2 separate regions of the Danio rerio genome follow, and region 1 is linked to region 2. The links are chromatin contacts, called in public Hi-C maps. All regions are on one chromosome and are shown on one strand. The core of a region is the stretch at or near the end of the contact, and the rest is flanking DNA. Distances in the headings are between cores, read along the strand shown. Region 1 holds the start of hmcn1 (hemicentin 1). Region 2 overlaps hmcn1 (hemicentin 1).

What was found. Hi-C and Micro-C count contacts between places; a contact is called where the count stands out from the background.
Region 1: a Hi-C map of embryo shows a contact between it and region 2, with 1.6 times the contacts expected there. The contact joins the promoter of hmcn1 here to the enhancer-like site in region 2. A contact is called at or near these places in 2 of 18 Hi-C or Micro-C datasets (embryo and an unstated tissue).

What each region holds. Positions count from the first base shown.
Region 1 is chr20:37,564,230-37,570,443 of GRCz12tu, forward strand. It overlaps hmcn1 (hemicentin 1), which reads right to left and starts at 1,614. Exons shown (of 107, transcript NM_001190304.2): 1 at 1,044-1,614. The coding sequence starts at 1,292.
Region 2 is chr20:37,510,376-37,517,086 of GRCz12tu, forward strand. All of the region lies in intron 11 of hmcn1 (hemicentin 1), which reads right to left. Among named protein-coding and RNA genes, the nearest start is that of hmcn1, 52 kb to the right of the region's middle. Within about 2 kb of position 5,101, at least 12 of the 62 cell types and tissues checked have an H3K27ac peak or open chromatin away from gene starts, as enhancers often do.

The sequences.
Region 1 (6,214 bases), core at 364-2,863, 50 kb after region 2:
GAGCGCCCCAAGGAGTGGATGGAAAATGTATTTGGAGTGGAGCATTTGGACACTTTAGGTCAGATTCAGGTTGGGAACGGAGAAGGGGGAGGCTTTACATCTCTTTAGATGATACTTTCTTTTGACTCTTCAACGGAGTTAGGAGACTCATTTTTCATCAGTACTACCATATTTACCACAACATGTTGCTTACCCTGCAATTATATCATTTAAATGCCATTTTCTCTTTTTGGCTTTGTTTAGATTAGTGAAGTGAACTTGCCTTTGTACTTGAAAAGATTACAAAGCAAAAACACACTCTTAAGTTGACATGACAAAGAATCGACCATGTTGAGAGTGAAATGTGAATCTTTGATCCATTTTTCAGGGATATATTTTAGATATATTTCAGATGGACAAAACTCTATGGTGCATGCAACTTACTTGTCTGGGACACATATTTAATTATTAGTGCTACAAGAGTATCCTAACTGTCCTGTACAGTTATTAAAGTATGTTCCTTGGAAAAAGGCAGCACTTGCAGGCATCTAAATGCTTCCAAGGTTGTTCCGCCTGAATAGACGGAATGATAATGACAGTGAATTCAGTGCACAGAACATCTGGGCACTACAAACAATGCTTTGATACCTCCTGTAGGTGTGAGACACTAGCATGAAGCAGCTCTCAACAAACTAACAGATTTGTCATGTTTCTGGCAACAAGTCCTCTTTAAGATGAACTACATTTGTAAACGTACTTGATACAGGATATATTTACTTGTACAACACAATATATGTCTAAAGAAAATGTCACAAAATTATTTTTCTAGTTTCAAGAACAAACCACATTGCATTAGAATTGTGCTTAAACATGCACATTTATCAACATTTACTATAAGAAAATCTGTCAATTTTTAGACGTATTACTGAAAGACATAGCAAAACATTTAAAATATAAAAAAAGAAAGGAGTTGGTTACTTATCAGTAAAAAAAATCTATTATTATGGGGCAATAAAGAATTGTATTAAAACCATTTAAACGAATGGAACGTGTTCGTATGTACCTGGGTCATGAAACGGCACCAAGGCGAAGTTGTATAGTGGTCTTTGGGGTCTGCTGAGGGATGTTTCCAAAATCTTCGATGCTCCTTCAATCACTTGCACTAAATCATCGTACATGGAGCCGGTGACATCAAACACAAACGCTAAGGTGGAGGCTCCCTCGGGGACATCTTCTTTTGGGTCCTGGGCTGTTGACAAAACGTTAAGAACTAATATGAGACCAAGAAAAAACGGCGAAGTTATCAAGTCCATCTTGCGATTCCCAACTGCTTCTCGACAAAAATAACCTCGACGCAAAAAAAAGAAGAAATCAGCGACGAGCTGAAAAAAATTTACAAAACATTGGTTACATTGACAACAGAGACACTATTGGGAAAAAAATAAGTCTTGAAAAAGACAAAAAAAAAAATTGAGGAGGCACTGTGTCAGATTTCTTCTGACGGTCGTTTGCGCGAGGATGCTTTGAGTTTGTTTTAGTGCGCGCGCGTCCTGCGCCTCTGGAGTTTCTCAACAAACTGTCGCCTCCACAAATGCTGATCCACTATTAACTTCTTTTACCAGACGCGAGAGAAGAAGCACCTCAGGCAAACTCTGACTCGTCGTATTAAGAAGCTTCGCGCTTATTGGTCTACAGCTCTTTTGGGGTCGCGAGGGGGTCTTGTGTGTATTTACATGACCCATGAAGCAAAGGTTTACATTTTACGAGTCTCCATATAAAAAACGAGTACACAATTTTAAAAAGAGCATAAATGAAACCGCTTACATCATAATATGAACATGGGTCAAAATGGAAAATACTTTATTGCCTCAAAAAGAAAATGTCCTGGATACTGTCGAATTTACACACAAGTCTTACTAATCAGCAAATGAATGCACAAAAATAATAATGCCATGTGAAGATAAAAATCACAACAACAGGAAAAAATAGCCTAATTAAATTAACAAAATATTAATGAAATAAAAAAATATAAAATAAATAAAAAATACAATTTCTCTGAACTCAACAGACACTTTGGATATCCATGTTTAACATAATGCAACTTTCAAAGACATAATGGTACTGTACAGTCTGTATTAACCCCTAACCCAAATACAACCCACAGAGAAAACATTTAGCATTTTTATAAATTCAAAAAACATTCAGATCACGATCAACAAGTCATTTTTAGGTATTAAAACCTTTCTGAGGGAACAATTTCCTTCTTCTTCTTTTACAATACCTGAACCACACACACCAGTTTAGCTATATCCCACCTTAACTCCAAACACGACCCTAAAACATTTGGCATTCTTACATTTAGATGAACGAAAATGTCTCGACAAGTTCAAAAAACTGTCTTAATATACAATGTACATGTATTCAATTCTATGTAATATGCAAGCAATGTAGTGACACATTTTAATGCAGAACTTGGTTGTCTGCGTTTTTGTTCACTTGCTACCACCTAATGGCAGGCTGCAGATACTGCGATGAGTTGCAACCACTGCCAGAAGACAATGAAGGGAAAAGCTGCAAGGGTAACTGTGAAATGTGAAGTTACCCTATTGTTGGTGGTAAGTTTTCATGTAAAACGTTTGACAAAGTGGAAAGTTTGCTTGTAGTCCACAAAACTTCGAAAGGATAGGGGTAAGCAGATTTTTGTGAGTAGGCCTAATGGAGCAGTTAAAAAAGAGGAAAAGACAACAGGAGCAAAACAGCAGCCAAGGGGAAAGCGACGTATGGTAGAAGAATCAATGAACATATCCTGGTTATCAGTTTTAAGCTGGCTGCATATCAATCCACAACAAATAAATGCCACTTTGGTTAATGAGATGGTAATAGTATTTTTTGGAAAAAGATGCAAGAGAATAGAAATGTCACTAATTCACCCACATCTGTCGATGCATACATTTATTTTTTCAACACATTTCTAAACATAATAGTTTTAATAACTCATCTCTAATAACTGATTTATTTTATCCTTGCCATGATGACAGTAAATAGTATTCTACTAGATAGCATATTTTTTAAGACAGTAGTATTCATCTTAACGTGACATTTAAATGCTTAACTAGGTTAATTAGGGTAGGCAGATTAGGGTAATTAGGTAAGTTATTGTATAGCAATGGTTTGTTCTGTAGACTATTGAAAAAAATATATAGCTTAAAGGTGCTAATAATTGACCTTAAAATGACGCAATGACCTTAAAATGGCTTTTAAAAAATTTAAAACTGCTTTTATTCTAGCTTTTATTCGAAGACTTTACCTAGAAGAAAAAAACAATACCAGACATACTGTGAAAATTTCCTTGCTCTGTTAAAAATTATTTAGGAAATGTTTTAAAAGAAAATTCAAAGGGGGGCTAATAATTCTGACTTCACACTTGTTGACACACACACACACACACACACACACACACACACACACACACACATGATGAGTGAATATAATAAACCTTGAAAGCTGTTGCTTTAAACACAGGATCAGAATATTTTGTTAATTCGTTCCATGGTCTTCTTTGAAACTCCTGTTAATTTTGAAACTGATGAAAGGAAAGAGGGTAAAAGATGTTTCTGAACGGATCACCACTACCAGAGGATTTCCTTCTGACTTTGAATAAATAATTTAGCCAAGACTGATCGAAACCTCAACCTTGAAAAAGAAAAGAAAAAAAGATGTTGTCCACTAGAGCGCGCCATATCACATTGCATACAGTTAAATAGTATGAAGCAGTAAAAAAGAAAAAAGGAGCACACTTTGAATAAAGAGCAACATATATTCCATGATTAAAATAATTATTTATTTACAAAGACAATTTTAAAATATTTTTTAGAAAAAAAAAAAAAAAAAAACATGTAGCAAAAAACAAAAAACATGTAGCACCACTTACTAATTAATATAACAAAGAAAATCCGAATAAAGACAACCATCAGTCACAAATTATAGTATACTTTAAATTAGTAAAATACTATAAATTAGTAAAATACAAAATTCTAACAGTCAGATACTTCAATTCTAAAGATTTCACTGTTACACACTGTTCTGAGTTATAATCAACGGTCTCTCTCTCTCTCTCTCTCTCTCTCTCCTTCTCCCTCTCTCTCTCGAATTGTCCTCTTTTTCCATGTTGACTCAGGTGTGTTGATCTTAAGTCTTCCCTGGCTTGAGCTAATGGTATGGAAACGAGGCAGGATGTTTATGTTGGATATGCCCACTGATCGGCTGGTTGCAGGTTTGAATTAGGGCTCAAAACCAGCAGGTTGTCTATGCTGGCTGATGCCAGAGGTCAAACATATAACAATACAAAAACAAAAATAGTACCAGTTATACATAACTATCTTAACATTTACCGTTTAGGTACAAAAAAAAAAAAAAGATAAAAAAAAAAAAAAGTTGATGTGGACTAAATGTGAACCTTAAACCAACTGTATAACTAACTAGTTTGGAATTTTAGCAGTGAGGTGCCAACCACAATAAATGCATTTTTTTCACTGGGAGGAACCAGAAATGCAATATTGTGCAAACCATAACTGCCAAATGGGAACTGCAAACAACCAAAAGATATAGTTTTCAGCCAAACTCTCAAAACTGTCTGAGAGTTTTTCTTCTGCAACAATTATTCCAATCTTATGCAACCTACCATAGCACCTTACTAAACCCATGACAAACTGTATTACAGTTTTTCTCAGTGGCTTTGGTGCATTTTTCACAACACTATTTACATTTGCACACTCGTTAATGCATTTCTCAAAACAATTAGTACAAACTACAATAAAGTTAGACATCACTGCATTTAGTGAGGTATCCAAGTACAAGACACTGAATATGTATGTTACACATGTTTACTGCATTTGCTCTTTGGTATTCTAATTTATTCACAGCATTGTGCAAAAGAATAAATACACCCTTATTTACAACAAACATAAACTCCCTTTGGGTGAAGCTGTGCACAACTGTAAACAATGTTGCAGTACATATCGGAACTGAACTTACAACATACATATGGCTGCAAATCATTCATGAAATTGTTCAATTTAGAAGACATTAACAGGAAAACATTCTTTAAATTGTTTTTAAAATTTGTTTGACAGATTTTGACCACAAGTTCAACATTTTTCTATTTAATGACTAAAGTAATGAAATGAGGACTATTAATTTTATATAGAATGACTATTCAGCATTCACAAGTTTAGCTAATTTTGACTGACACGATATAAGCAAATGATAATGTTATAAATAGCAGAGAGTTGTATGAAAGCAGTTGATGAATGTCCAAAAGCAATTGCAATTTGTTGGAAGGAATGAGAAACTGCTACTAGGATGTGCACAAATGGCTATATATTTTGAGAAATGCATGACCTGTTGTGCAAATGTAAATAGTGTTTTGAGAAATGCACCAAAGCCACTGAGAATAACTGTAATTGTAATCATTGGCCTGCCTGCTTATATGACAAAAATCTCATATCATAATATAAGTTATCTCCTATCCTGAAAATGAAATATATCTTAATATAGACTTTTTCAGTATACTGATCCTTTTCTGTAAATTCTGCTAGGATTGAACATAAAATAACATAACATATTTCTAAATAAAAAGGCAAATTGTAAACATTATATAAACTTTAAACTTGCTTACAAATTTCTCACCATGAGGTTTACATTTCTGTCTGCATCCTTGCGGTGGCTTATAAGATTGTGTTCCTTCAATTAAAAAAAAAAAAGATTAACACAAACAATGTTTTTGTTTTTTTACGACAGAGCCATGAAATTAACAATGGTACATTTACGAAACCTTTCATTAAATGCATTTGATATGGACCTTCATATTGTCTAATCTTCAAATCTGTCACTCTGTTCATTTATCCATCTATCTTATGTATGACAACCTATACATTTTCACTCAATAAAAATGTAGACTGGTCATTTATTTAGTAATTTCAAATAAACAACTTAAACCATGTTGTGATTTCTAGTGTTTTCATTTCCCACTTAGTTACACTTCAGTTAGCTGTATTTATAGTACACTAAAAACTGTCGCCACCCATCTGACAGACATCCACAATAGGATCAAGTTTTTTTTGTTTTTTTTTAACATTAGCATATGTTTTTCGTCCTAAAAACAGGACACGGGACACCTTGTCTCATCCGTCCCCACATCCAAACACAAACTGAACAGTAGAGAATGCCCCTCAGC
Region 2 (6,711 bases), core at 3,851-6,350:
CTAGTGTATTCAGCATTAAACTCCATTGTGTTATAAATGGGATTGTTTATATTTTTACTGTTATAAGTTCATTATTAAATGTTACAAATGGTACTGCAATAGTTAATATGATTTAAACCAAACACTTTCTAGTTATTTTTAAATATTACTGAATTAACTAGGAAACTATCCATGGCAAATTTAACATATACCTATATATATATTTGGTCCACAGCCCTCAATTAAGTTTGCTTTTTGACCCTTTATAGCAAAAGGTTTGGGCACCTTTGCTCTAAGCTATTCCTATCATTCCCCCTCTCTTCTCAGATGGGATGGCGGGCCAAATCAAAGGCTAGCATGGGCCATCTTTGGCCCACAGGCCCTAGTTTGGGCATCTTTGCCCTATAGAAATCACATAGCAACACATTAAATGATCTAAGAAGACCATAGAAACTCACTAAAATCCATTAAAAATACATTGGCATCCACAGGAAAATCCTAAATTTGCACCAAAAAATGGATCAAATGTAATCAAACAATGGTTCTTGACTAGGGGTCCAGGATCCACTAGGATACCCAAGCAATCATCCATGTAACAAAACACTACAAATCTAAATATTTCTTATTTAAATTTTGTCTTTGGAGAATGGGAATTTCCACAATCGTGAAAACCTTAATTTTTGCTGAAAATGTATTTTAACAGTGTGATATCTAGGCAGCCTGAATAGACGTTTTACTCCATAGTCAGTTTTATAATGCTGAATGCCCTTTAGTCATGCCACATTTAGTTTAGTTGACCACGTTCTGCAATATATTTTGAGATATTATACCAATAAATCAATGAAAAAATTGAATGAAACCTGGGGAGTACTCATAATATTGAAGAATGGGGGTGTTGGATTAATAAAGCATAAGAAACAAGGGCCATATTGGGTCATATATCACTAAACAGTTGGATGTAGTAGTATAATTTTGACTATATTGACGTGTGTTTGTAAACATTTGCATCCAATCATTGTTCGCATGTGGTCCCCGAAACACCCCTGTAAAAATGTCCTGCTTTACACCCATGATATTATTCTGGAATCAGTCTAACCCATTTCACAGCAATTCTCCCATCATCCCTTCTCCCTTTTTACAGAACACTAAAGTGGGATTATTGGTTCCAGATTCCCTGAGCTGCTGAAACTGAGGTATGCCCTTGATCAATTCATGATGTGCAGCCCAGCTGAATGAGACTGCCGGAGCTAATCTGATGTGTGTCTCCGCTGTTTTCTGACTTCCAGTCTCTGTCTGTCCCATATTCCAGCACCGCAGGATGTGTGACATCATGGCCCGAGACAGGAAATGCACATGATATAGCTCTGTTCCAAAACCTAGTGTGCTGCCTATATAGGGTGTTTTTTTAAATATATTAAATGAAAAAGAACTATGCAAGTGATTTAATTGAGAATGATTTTAATAGGCAGCAACTCTGTGTGACTGCCAAATAGCACATGGAAAACACCCATACATTCTCGCATTCACACAGACAATTTATCTATAGAGCATATCTTTGGATTGTGGGGAAACTAAAGCACCCGGAGGAAACCTGGCCCAGCCCGGACTCAAACCAGCGACCTTCTTGCTGTGAGGCAACAGTGCTAACCACTGAGCCACCGTGCCGCCTCTTGTCATTAAAGAAATAAATAACACAAAACAAAACAGATATTTTGCATCATAAAAATATACACAATATTTATGTTTTTGGATGAGAGCAAGCCACTGTTAAAGTTTGGCATTAGCATGTACTGTATAAAGGCAAAGTCCTGTATGTATAATACCACAATTTTATGTTTTTTTGCGTTCAGTATTACCTTAAGTATTACCTGCAGTCTAAACCCAAATAGTACACTTAGTAGAAACCAATTGCCATTAAGATTTGATTAACCATTGCCTTTGAGTTTTAAACGTTTTTAAAAGTTAAAGGTTTTACTAAACAGCCCTGGTTGAATTAGCATAAAACTACAACCTTAAGATATACTGTATGTTTCTTAGTTTAGGGTTTAACAAACTCAACCCCTCCATCTTCTCTAACTGTAACAAATGTGAATCTTTGAAGAGCTCCAAGGGACATCTTTTTAGTCATGGCCAAAGTTTTCAGATTCTACTCTAAGGCTTATTGTTGCTAACCTCACCTCTGATCCAGCAATCACTGTTTTTGGTTGGCCTGACTCACTTCGTGGGTTCAATCATCAAATTAAAAAAGCTATACAATATGGAATGGTGGGAGCTAAAAAAATTATCTTTGTCTATGGAAAAAGGCATCAAATCCACTTTTTAAGTCCTGGCTTTCTGAATTCTCTAGTACTTTTACATTTAGAGAAACTTAGACACAATCTTTCTGATAGCATTGCTGGCTTTGAAGCCACCTGGAAACCCTTTTTTAATTATCTGTCAAATGTCAATGATAACAGTTTAAAGGTATGACCCTGTCGTTGTTTGCAAGATCACCATGTTGCCTGTGCCCACTGGCCTACATGTGTAACATTGTTAACCTTTGTCGGTAACTGATGTATCTATGGTTTTAAAGTATTTTGTCTCTTTTTTTAAGTTTCGTTTGCCTTTTGTTTTCTTTCTTTATAGTTGTTGTTGCTTTTTGTATTGCTCTGGGTTGCTTTAAGGTCAAAATAAAAACATATTATTCAAAAACATAATGATAAGACTATTGTTGTTTAGTTTCAGCTTGTGTAAAATGCTGGTTTAAGATGGTGATGGGTTTCCACAGTTTCTATTTGAGTTAAAAGTGTGAACTGTATCACCTCGTCTATATTCTTGGATTTTTCTATTGAGTTTTTGATACATTCAATAGTTTGGGGTCAAATATTTTAGAAAAAAATCAATACTTTACAGTAGGGACTCATTAAACAATAACAAACACCAGTAAATACAAGGCCTTCGGTTTAGTTCCTTATTTATCAGGGGTAACCACAGTGGAATGAACCACCAACTCAATACTAATATTCATTCATTCATTCATTCATTTTCTTGTCGGCTTAGTCCCTTTATTAATCCGGGGTCGCCACAGCGCAATGAACCGCCAACTTATCCAGCAGAATTTTACACAGCGGATGCCCTTCCAGCCGCATCCCATCTCTGGAATACATCCACACACACACAAACACACACACTCATACACTACGGACAATTTAGCCTACCCAATTCACCTGCAGCGCATGTCTTTGGACTGTGGGGGAGACCCGAGCACCCAGAGGAAACCCACGCAAATGCAGGAAGAACATGCAAACTCCGCACAGAAACGCCAACTAAGCCGAGGTTCGAACCAGCGACCTTCTTGCTGTGAAGTGACAGCACTACCTACTGCGCCACTGCATCGCCTCAATACTAAAGTTATTATACTAATAAACCAAAAGCAACAACAAAACTTTGTTTATCACCAAATCAGCAAATTTGCATTGTTTCTGAAAGATCAATTGAAAAATCTTGCCATTACAGGAATAGTTTACTGAAATGTGTTTATTTATTTCACAACACGAGACAGTGTACAATAATGAACATTTCCCAAGAATGTAACTATACCCAAATTAGCCCAAAGGCTAGTTTTTATTGGTGGTCCATTAGTCAGATGTTAAAGGCCATACCAATAAAAATAAAAATTTTAACTATAAACAATACTCAAATGAACGACGAATAACAGCCACAACAACAACATCAAAAGCCTCGTGTTCACAATGTCAATTATTAAGAAGCCATTTTTTTTTTAAATATACTTAAATGATTTAAAAGATACACATTCTCTAACAGAATGTGGTATCAAATTCCTGTGATGTAATTTGATAACAAGCCTGCCATTACACAAATAATTTACACTGCAAAACATATAACAAAAACATTCATTCATTTTCCTTCGGCTTAGTCCATTTTGTTCATCAGGGGTCGCCACAGCAGAATGAACCGCCATCTTATCCTGCATATGTTTTACACAGCGGATGCTCTCGTAATTCGACTTTTCATCAATTAGAAATTATCAGACAGGAGGTTTTGAATATCAGAAAATAGACTTTATTCTTCATAATAAAGCCGAGAAAGAGCAGAGCAGACCCCAGAGCATTCTGAAGTCTCTCCTGGACACTTTCTAAATTTTCTGTGTGTTTCCAAAATCTTTATAAATGTTTTTTGACACACCCCTGTGTCTCTTTTTAACTCTTGACCATTTTTGAATAGGTTTTCTAGTCTAAGGGGTCCTGCTATTCTTGGCTCTCAGCCCACTAGCTCATGTCAACAGAGATGTTACAGGTCTATGTCAGCAAATATAGATGCAACTTATGCAAAGGAGCTAAGTGTTTACATACATTGTCATGAAAGCATAATCACTTGATAATATGTTACTCATTCTAACTTCTGACACATATAGCTTCATAGAAGTATTTAACATATATGATCAGTGCTTTACATATTCAGTTATTCTACACAATCAGTCACTCAGCCTTCTCCTAGTGTTGCTCCTGTGCAGGTATACTCATCTTACACAGTATTTTTAACACATGCTGGCATGTTTGCTGCAAACACTACATACATTTTGTGAAGAAAAAATTAACTGCTTTACACTTAGAAAATACTTCACACTGAGAGAATAGAAATCTTCTTCAATGCCCTTCCAGCTGCAACCCAGAACTGGGAAACATCCATGCATTCTCATTCACACACATAAGCTACAGCCAATTTAGTTTATTCAATTTATCTATATATCAAATCTTTAGACTGTCGAGGAAACTGGAGTACCCGGAGAAAACCCACACAAACACAGGGAGAACATGCAAACTCCACACAAAAATGCCAAATGACCCAGCCGAGACTCGAACCTCGAACCTGTGACATGAGCCACCATGTCGCCATAACAAAAACAAAACTATTTTATACCAAAAACATATACACAATATTTATCTTGCACAAGTAGCTCACTAGTTTTCGGATCAGAGCAGGCCACTGTTAAAGTTTTTAAGTATCAGTAACATGGCTAACATGCAGCACTCAACAGGAACAGAGCTTTCCAGGACTTCTACTGTATTTCCAATGGAAAGGTTGACTGGAATGACTGACGTAATTTCCAGAGCTCTACTCTGTCATGATTAAATTGGACCCTGGCAGACAAAAAGCGTCTGTTGTGCACGGGAGCTGCTGTGTGCTGCATGCTCAGGCAGTTAAGCCATTGCAGTTTAGGGGTCACTCTGTGTTTAGTAGTAAAGCTGTAATTATCCCAGGTCTTACTCACTAAATTGTACTCTAATAGACTCTGTCTGCCTAGAGGCTCAGTTTTAACAACTCACTGACGCTAAGCCTCACCAACACCTCCTCATCCACTCTTCTATGCCATAGGCTACTTTAATTCATAGGAATATATAAATGAGCAAATTGATCTGGAACATGGATGACGTATTTTTAGCATGTAAATTCTATGGCAGCACCAGAAATCTGTCCATTTAAAATACACTTATTGAGAAACGTCAATATGATGTGGGTTTACTTATGCTTGAGCCATCCAAGATGTAAAAAATGTACAGTAGGTCCTCAGTCAATCATTAAAGAAGATAAACATAAACAGAAAATATAAAAATAAACAAATAAAATGTAATAAATACAAAAATAATAATAATTCTTTTTTTTTTGATGACCTACATCGTTAATACGGATCGTTTAAATGTATGTGATCGAATTAATGAATCTATTGATTAATCAATAAATGAACTGATTGATAGACATAATAAAAGTTGATTGCCTATTAATAAGAGTTAATGAATTGGTGGCAGGAAAAGGAAGAAAAGTTGTCCACCAAAGATGGTAAGATGTACAGAAATGTCTAGAACTTCTCCAGACCCTCTGAACACAGTGATGAACATCTGAATGGGGCTATGAATGGTGTGTGTGTGTGTGTGTGTGTGCGTGTGTGTGTGTGTGTGTGTGTGTGTGTGTGTGTGTGTGTGTGTGTGTGTGTGTGTGTGTGTGTGTGTGTGTGTGTGTGTGTGTGTGGACAGTACATGTCAAAGTAATGTTGTGTAAATGATTATGGCAGATGACTCTGTGGTCTGGCTTGGCATCACTGTGTCAGCAGTCCCACTTCAAAGGGACCATAATGACTAGCACAGCACAGGAATCCCAGCAGGTGGTGATTACATACACACACACACACACACACACACACACACACACACACACACACACACACGCACACACACGCACATGCACTGTGTCAGTCAAACAGTGACAGCTGTTTAAAAAGCCAATGTCTGACACACAGAAACCATGAAGTGTCTTAGTGCAGCAGGAGCAGGACTAAAATAGAGGGTAAGGGGAAAAAAAGGAAGCAGAGAATGATAGAGGAGACGGAGATGATAAATAAGAAACAGAAATATTTTTATATTTTAATATAACACAAAATGACAACTACTTCAACATTAAATATGAAAACATTTCAACACACTTCCTTTAAATTCATTTTAATTGTGTTTGTTTGTGTATGCCATTTAAAATGATTTAAGCAACAGTATTAGAACAATAAATACTAATATAATAATAATAATAATAATAATAATAATAGGGTTGTCGCAATACCAATAATTCATTTTACGATACTATACCAGCTGAAGTATTACGATACCAAGTAGTATCGCGATACTGTAATTCATATTCAAATTATAAAGAAAATTGTCAGAAATACTGTTACATGTTATAATA